Regions from separate parts of the Mus musculus genome. Here region 2 is linked to region 1. Evidence: chromatin contacts called from public HiChIP or PLAC-seq data. All regions are on one chromosome and are shown on one strand. Each heading gives the region's core, a stretch centred on a gene start, on an enhancer-like site or on the middle of the called end of the contact. The rest is flanking DNA. Distances are from core to core; before and after follow the strand shown.

Region 1 (3,296 bases), core at 397-2,896:
AGATGGAAGATCTGGAGCTAAAGCCAACTTCAACTACACAGCAACTAGAAGGGCAGCCTGAGCTACATGAGATCCTGCCTCAACCAAAACCAAAATAGCCTTTACATACAGTTTGTGTGAGTTCCACAAGAGTTCTCTGATTCCAAGACAGGAACTGCTATTATGTCCATTTCCCAGGTGAGGAAAACTAAGGCCCTGGGGAGCAACTTGTAGATAGGTGATGATGCCGTGTTACCCTACAGAAGTTATCTGGCAAATGTGTGTGTCCTTCTACCAGACAGACAACGTGAGATGGGCCTTGGAAGCATGGGAGTGGAGGTAGGTGGAGGAGCTCGCTTTAACCCTCCCCACATCTGTGCTGATACACTTCCCTTCAAGGGTTGGCAGGGCAAAGAGAATGGAGGGGGCCTGCGGGTGATGTGGCTGTGACTCACTGTATGACCTTGCTAGTAGGTTAACTGATAACCACTGCTCTCTGTGAACTCAAGACATAGGGGAATAGATGGCAGATTGAAAATTCCCCTTTAAAAGTCTCTGCTTTCTGTTGATTTCATCATCCTGTTCTCCCTCCCTCTTCATGGCCAGCTAATTTGAAAGGATCAGATGGGATCAGCTTCCTGCAGTGGAATTTTCCTCCCTTAGTTAAAAGGCTGTTTGAAGTTTCTTTCTTTTTAGGGGTAAATACCAGGAAGATGTCAGGGACAGTGTCAGGGAAAAAAAAAAAATCCTGTCCCTTTTTTTTTTTTGGTAAACCACTCAGACTCCAGTAATTCCGGCCTTTCTCCTACTCCTACAATGTAATACCTAAAGCCTGTAACTTTGTATCCCCACAACTATGCCCGATACATTACGCGGGTAATTAAGGGTGTGAAAAAGGAGAATGTCTCAAGACAAAAGATACATAAGGCTGTCTCAATGAATAAACTCTACACCATTGAACAAGGCTGAGAAGGCGTTACAAAACTTTCACCAGGATGGAAGCGAAATAACTATACTCTGTTGCTAGTCGGCCTGGGATTTCTACACTCACTATCTCGGGTCCTGAAGGACCAGAAAAAGGGAAGAATTTGTGTCCAAGTGAGCCACCAAGGACTGTGGTATCCTCTTGCCTCAGAGTGGTGCGATGACAAGCAGGAGTGCGGTTCCAAAAGTTTCTTAGACGCGAGGGAGCTGAGAGACCACTCGGTCCCGCTAGCAGAGCAGGGGAGCGGGGGCTCTGGTTACCTCCACGATCTTGATAAAGCGCGGGAACACAGGGTTGCGGGTGATGGCGATGAGCGGCAGGTGAGGAAACACATCCGGGACGGTCATGGGCGCGAGCGCTGTGACGACCGGGCCTTCCCCGGTGCTCGCCGTGGCCCCGTCCTCCGCACCGCCCTCGGAGGTCTCGTCGCTGCCACCGCGGTTGCCCGAGTCCCACAGCCCCCGCCACTGGACCCCGCCGGGAAGAACGCGGCCGCCCCAGGGAGCTGACATGTCGCAGGCCCGACATCCTCGGCGCAGCCACGACCCGGACGCGCTCGGGACCCGGCCTCCGGTGACAGCCAGCAGCGGCCGCCGCAGAACCCAGCACCGCGCAGCGGCCCAGAGCCGCACGTAGCCTGTGCTCGCCGCCATGGAACAGCCATACTGACGGCGCACCGCACTTACGTCATCTCTGCTCGCCCCCCGTTTGCGCACGTGATGACGCTCGCGTGCTTCGGGCTGGAGAGGCGGAGCTTGAATAAGGTGAGTGAGTGGGCGTGGTCAGAGGGAGACTGGGTTTGGGGATGGGAGGGCGGAGTAGGGGCGTGGTTCAAGGCTCAGAGCGGGGCTTGGAGTTGGACGGCAAGGGGGCGTGGCCCGATGAAGGATGTTCTAGAGAGGACTTTGAGGATCTGGATGAAAAAGTGAGAGGTGTAGTAAGCTTGAGGAAACATGACGGAGAAAGCAGGACTGGTGTGTGGTCCGAATGGGGGGCGCTCCACCAGGCAGGGATTGGAGGAACTGGAATCAGGGATATGGCCGAAGGCGGGCTCAAAGGTCGGGGCTTGACATAGGGGCGTGGCCAGAGCGGTGACTCCAGACTGGAGCTTGTGCGGAGGGGGCGGGGGGCATCGCTCTAGGAAGGGGGCCTGGAAGAAGCGTGGCCCCTCCCAGTTCCTACAACTACTGGTTTGTCCTGTCCAAGCTGTACCTTAGTACTGCGTTCTGTTTTTCTACTGCCATCAAAAAGGTTTTACAGGGTAAATTCTGTGTTCTGAAGGCATCGGAAGAAAAGTACAGCGCACCCCTCCTTTAACTTTAGTCTTTTCAGCGTTCTTTGTTGATACACAACAACAGGTTTTACTACATCTCCCTACGCAGTTGGTGGCATCTTCACTCCACACTGGAGGAGGCGTGCTTGGAGGGCTTTTGCCTCTCGTATAGTATGCATGCTAAAGGCCGTGCGCAGGTGCGCCTGCTCAGCGTTGCCTTTGTTGTCAGTGGTCCGTGAGGCACTTACCAAAACACTGAAGCTTCCAGGACACGTCCCAAGAGACCCGTGTGCATGCTCCGGCTCCACAAAGCAGGGAGTGGATTGATGCATGCCCAAAGCTCTGCTTCCACACCCACGTGTGCTCATGCTAGTGCTGTGGTGACCTCCTTGAAGTTTGGGCATGCTTTGGATTTTGACTTATGGATCTGGGAACCTGGGTGTAATTTTCAGGTTTGAAATGTGCGAGCTCTGCTTCCATATTGCGCATGCCCACTCCTTCCAGTTTCCTCTGCGTAGACCTAACCGGGCTTTTGTCCGACACGTCCAAAAGGTCCTGCTAGTGGCCTTCTTACCTGGTGCGCGTGCCCAGACAAGAGGCGGGTAGGAGAGAAGCGGCCTAACCTCACGCATGCTCAGACACTTTCTCAAGCTTGGCGGTTGAAGAGCAGTGTTAGCTGTGGAGAACCAGGCAAGATGCTGGTGTTGATGCTAGCAGCAGCAGTGGCCACCATGGTCAGGGCTCACACACTGTGCCGGTACAACTGCCTAACTGGGTTGGATTGCTGCTGGGAGGTTTTTTTTTTTTTTAAATGATATTTCAATTTTATTTTTTTTATTTATATGAATACACTGTAGCTGTCTTCAGACGCACCAGAAGAGGCCATTAAATCCCATTACAGATGGTTGTGAGCCACCATGTGGTTGCTGGGAATTGAACTCAGGACCACTGGAAGAGCAGTCAGTGCTCTTAACCACTGAGCCATCTCTCCAGCCCTGCTGGGAGGTTTATGACAGGAGGAATGGGGCTGGTTCTTGTTGGAGCCCAGGCATACCCTCC
Region 2 (3,315 bases), core at 167-2,666, 550 kb before region 1:
GCGAGAGAATGAGAAGGAACCAGAAGATTAGAAGAGACTGCCAGACTTAGTTTGAGTCCAAGCAGAGCACTTCAGTGAGAAATTGAGAGAAGCCAAATTGAATTAGTCAGCTTGGTTAATTAGATTGTACAGATGCTAGAAGCTTCCTGGGATAGTTGTTAGAACATGGATAATGCTCTGAGCTCAGCCCAAGCAGTGTGTTGTGTTCACAGAGCATGGTTGCAGCTCTCATCACTTCATCTGAGGAAATAAAAGTGACATTTACTTTTATAGATCACACACAGATCACGGACACTGGACCATCCCCTCCAACTTCTGGCCTGAGGATCCTTTGAACCTCCATGTTCCTCTCATCATTGAAACTGCCCCACTATTTGTAGCTGTACCCTGGTGTGTTTACCTCCCTTCTAGCCCTGGCTTGCAGGCCCCTCCTTCTCCTCACATTCAGCCCCAGTCGCTGGTTGTCATTTTCCTCCACATATACTTCCTGCAGACTACTCCCTGGTAGCCTGTAGCTGTCTCCAATCTCTACTTCACCCCTTCTGAGCAGCTCCAACATGCCTTACCTCCCTCTCCAGAACACAAAGTTCTCCGGAAAGAACTCCAGGAAAGTACTCCTGGAAGACCCGGAGTTGCCAAGGCCCCCACAGAGATCCCATCTTCACCTGTCACCCCAACCACTCAACAACATTCTGGGTCTGGGCCTCTCTGGTTTCCACACTCCTCCAAGATCCTTCTATAATCCTCTCTCACTCCCCAACCCCTCCCAGATTACCACACAACCTACAAAGAAGTCTTAACATCTCTCACAGACCTTCTTCCCACACCTTCTCTTAGGTCCTTCCTACCCACATTTCGCCAAGGCCACACCTTTAGGCGGCTCTTCTCTTAGCTAAATTCTGGGCATTGCCCCGTCCCTTCTCACCACCCAGAACCAAGAGTCTCTAAGCAGTGACCAACGCGCCCTGGCCACGACCGCCCACGCCTACCCTTAGCGCCCCGCCCACCCGTGCTACACCACACAACTGCCCTCCCTTCTGCCCCGCCCACCACTGCTACAACGCCCCGCCCTCATTGTAGGCTCCGCCCCTGCCTTACAATCTTCCACACCCCACCCACCAATCTACTCCTGCTAAGCATAGCCTAGAAAGACCCTGACACCCAACCGCCGGCCCTTTTTGCCCCCTGGCCCTCGCCCTCTCCGTCGCCCAACCAGCGTCACATACCCTGCGGAATCCGTAAGCTTCTGGCCGGGCCCCGCGCTCTTGAACTTGATGTCAGCCTTGATTTCCTGGAAGAACTTCTTCATGGCGGCAGCGGCCCGGCGGCTTGGGCCGCAGGGCGGAGGGCGCAGGGCCCGGGTGGATGAGGAGCAGGCGGCCAACCACCGGAAAGAAAATATCGCGGCGACGGAAGTCCCGCCTGGTTCACGTGACAATCGCCTTGCAGCACCTCGCGCGGGCGGGGCGCCATCTTCCTGTCTGCGGACGCCGTTGCCGGGGCGACAGGCTCGCCTCCCTTAAGACCGCAGCAGCCACCAGGGGAGCTTAAAGAGAGCATCCAAACAGCGAGCAGCCTAGAAGAGTACCCAGAGCTACTGGAACCAGGGTGGATGTCAGGAGTTCAAGGCCAGTCCATACTACAGAGAAAATGAGTATGAATGTACTGTGCATGAGCCTGAAATCTGCTCTGGGAGAGACAAGCTAGAAGGAGCCGACAGAGAGATTGGTACAGGCAAGGTCAAAGCAGAGACCGCAGTTGGTACAGGGCTTGCTCAACATGTGCAAAGCTGAGTTTAATCTCCTCCAACACTTCCATCTCGTGTGGTGTGTACACACAACAAAAAGTTGGATGCTCTGGACTCAGGCTTTTTAGAACACTACTGTTCATGTGAAAAACAGCCATCATCTAGATCAGAATCACTGTGACTGTGCAAGAGACCCCCAAAATCATATACTTCACTGTTAATGGTCACTCATTAGAAAGAAGGGGGGAAGTGGGTCATTGGACACAAACTTGAGATTCCAGGAGCTCTTCTGCACCCCCTGTCTGTGTGCATGTAATTCTACCCTAATGCGCATGGCATTGTGGTCTTTGGATCATGTAACTGAAGTGCCTATGGGCAAGCTTTCGTCTGTGTTGGTGTGAAATTTGTCAGAGATAAAGCAGCTTTGTGGGCTACCCAGGCTGTTAATAATTTTATTAGTTTTGCCAACCATTAGATCCAAAAATGCACAAAGCTGAAGGATGGGACACCCTGGTGATTTCAAGGAAACAAGCCCCATGGCTGGAGGAGAGCAATGGAGGCATTTGATGAGAACTGTGGAAGACAGGTTTCCAAGAGCTACAGTGAAGAGAGGAGTGGAGCACCTTAAAGAAGGCAGCCAGGATGTGGGCTGGAGAGATGGCTCAGCGGATAAGATCTTCTAGAGGTCCTGAGTTCAATTCCCAGCAACCACATGATGACTCCCAATCATCTATAATGGGATGCAGTGCCCTCTTCTGGTTTGTCTGAAGGGAGCAACAGTGTACTCACATACAAATAATTTTTTTTAAGATTTGTTTATTTATTTATTTATTTATTTATTTATTTATTTATTTATTATATGTATGTACACTGTAGCTGTCTTCAGACACTCCAGAAGAGGGCATCAGATTTTTGTTAGGGATGATTGTGAGCCACCATGTGGTTGCTGGGATTTGAACTCAGGACCTTTGGAAGAGCAGTCAGTGCTCTTAACCGTTGAGCCATCTCACCAGCCCCAACAAACCTTTTTGTTGTTGTTGTTGTTGTTTTGAGAGACAGGGTTTCTCTGGATAGCCCTGGCTGTCCTGGAACTCATTTTGTAGACCAGGCTGGCCTCGAACTCAGAAATCCACCTGCCTCTGCCTCCCGAGTGCTGGGATTAAAGGCGTGCGCCACCATGCCCGCCAACAAATAAATCTTAAAAAAAAAAAAAAAGGCAGCCAGGAAATGTTTAATAAATGTTCCAGGGCTGGTGAGATGGCTCAGTGGGTAAAGAGCACTGACTGCTCTTCCAAAGGTCCTGAGTTCAAATCCCCCGGCAACCACATGGTGGCTCACAACCATCCGTAATGAGATCTGATGCCCTCTTTTGGAATGTCTGAAGACAGCTACAGTGTACTTACATATAATAAATAAATCTTTTAAATAAATAAAATGTTCCAAGACATGGTATTTTAGTCCTTTGGCGGGGGGCGGGGGGGAGCCAGTCACTGGTGGCACATTCCTTTAAATCCCAGCACTCAGGAGGCAGAGGCAGGCAGAACCTGGTCTATAGATTGAGTTCCAGT

Evidence for each region. HiChIP or PLAC-seq counts read pairs in DNA pulled down with a chosen protein or histone mark.
Region 2: an H3K27ac HiChIP or PLAC-seq map of regulatory T cells shows a contact between it and region 1, with 6 times the contacts expected there. The contact joins the promoter of Ubxn6 here to the promoter of Lonp1 in region 1. A contact is called at or near these places in 14 of 39 promoter capture datasets (the 3T3-L1 cell line, the C10 cell line, the HPC-7 cell line and 10 more), 6 of 484 Hi-C or Micro-C datasets (B cells, the Ba/F3 cell line, CD4 T cells and 3 more), 12 of 115 datasets of contacts at active chromatin or transcription factors (Th17 cells, bone marrow-derived macrophages, double positive thymocytes and 9 more) and 3 of 9 other capture datasets (adipose tissue, liver and pancreatic islet).

Annotation. Positions count from the first base shown.
Region 1 is chr17:56,625,257-56,628,552 of GRCm38.p6, forward strand. It overlaps Lonp1 (lon peptidase 1, mitochondrial), which reads right to left and starts at 1,647. Exons shown (of 18, transcript NM_028782.2): 1 at 1,225-1,647. The coding sequence starts at 1,617. It overlaps Catsperd (cation channel sperm associated auxiliary subunit delta), which reads left to right and starts at 2,887. Exons shown (of 22, transcript NM_175350.3): 1 at 2,887-2,994. The coding sequence starts at 2,933.
Region 2 is chr17:56,073,610-56,076,924 of GRCm38.p6, forward strand. Ubxn6 (UBX domain protein 6) reads right to left here and starts at 1,417. Exons shown (of 11, transcript NM_001379361.1): 1 at 1,227-1,417. The coding sequence starts at 1,309.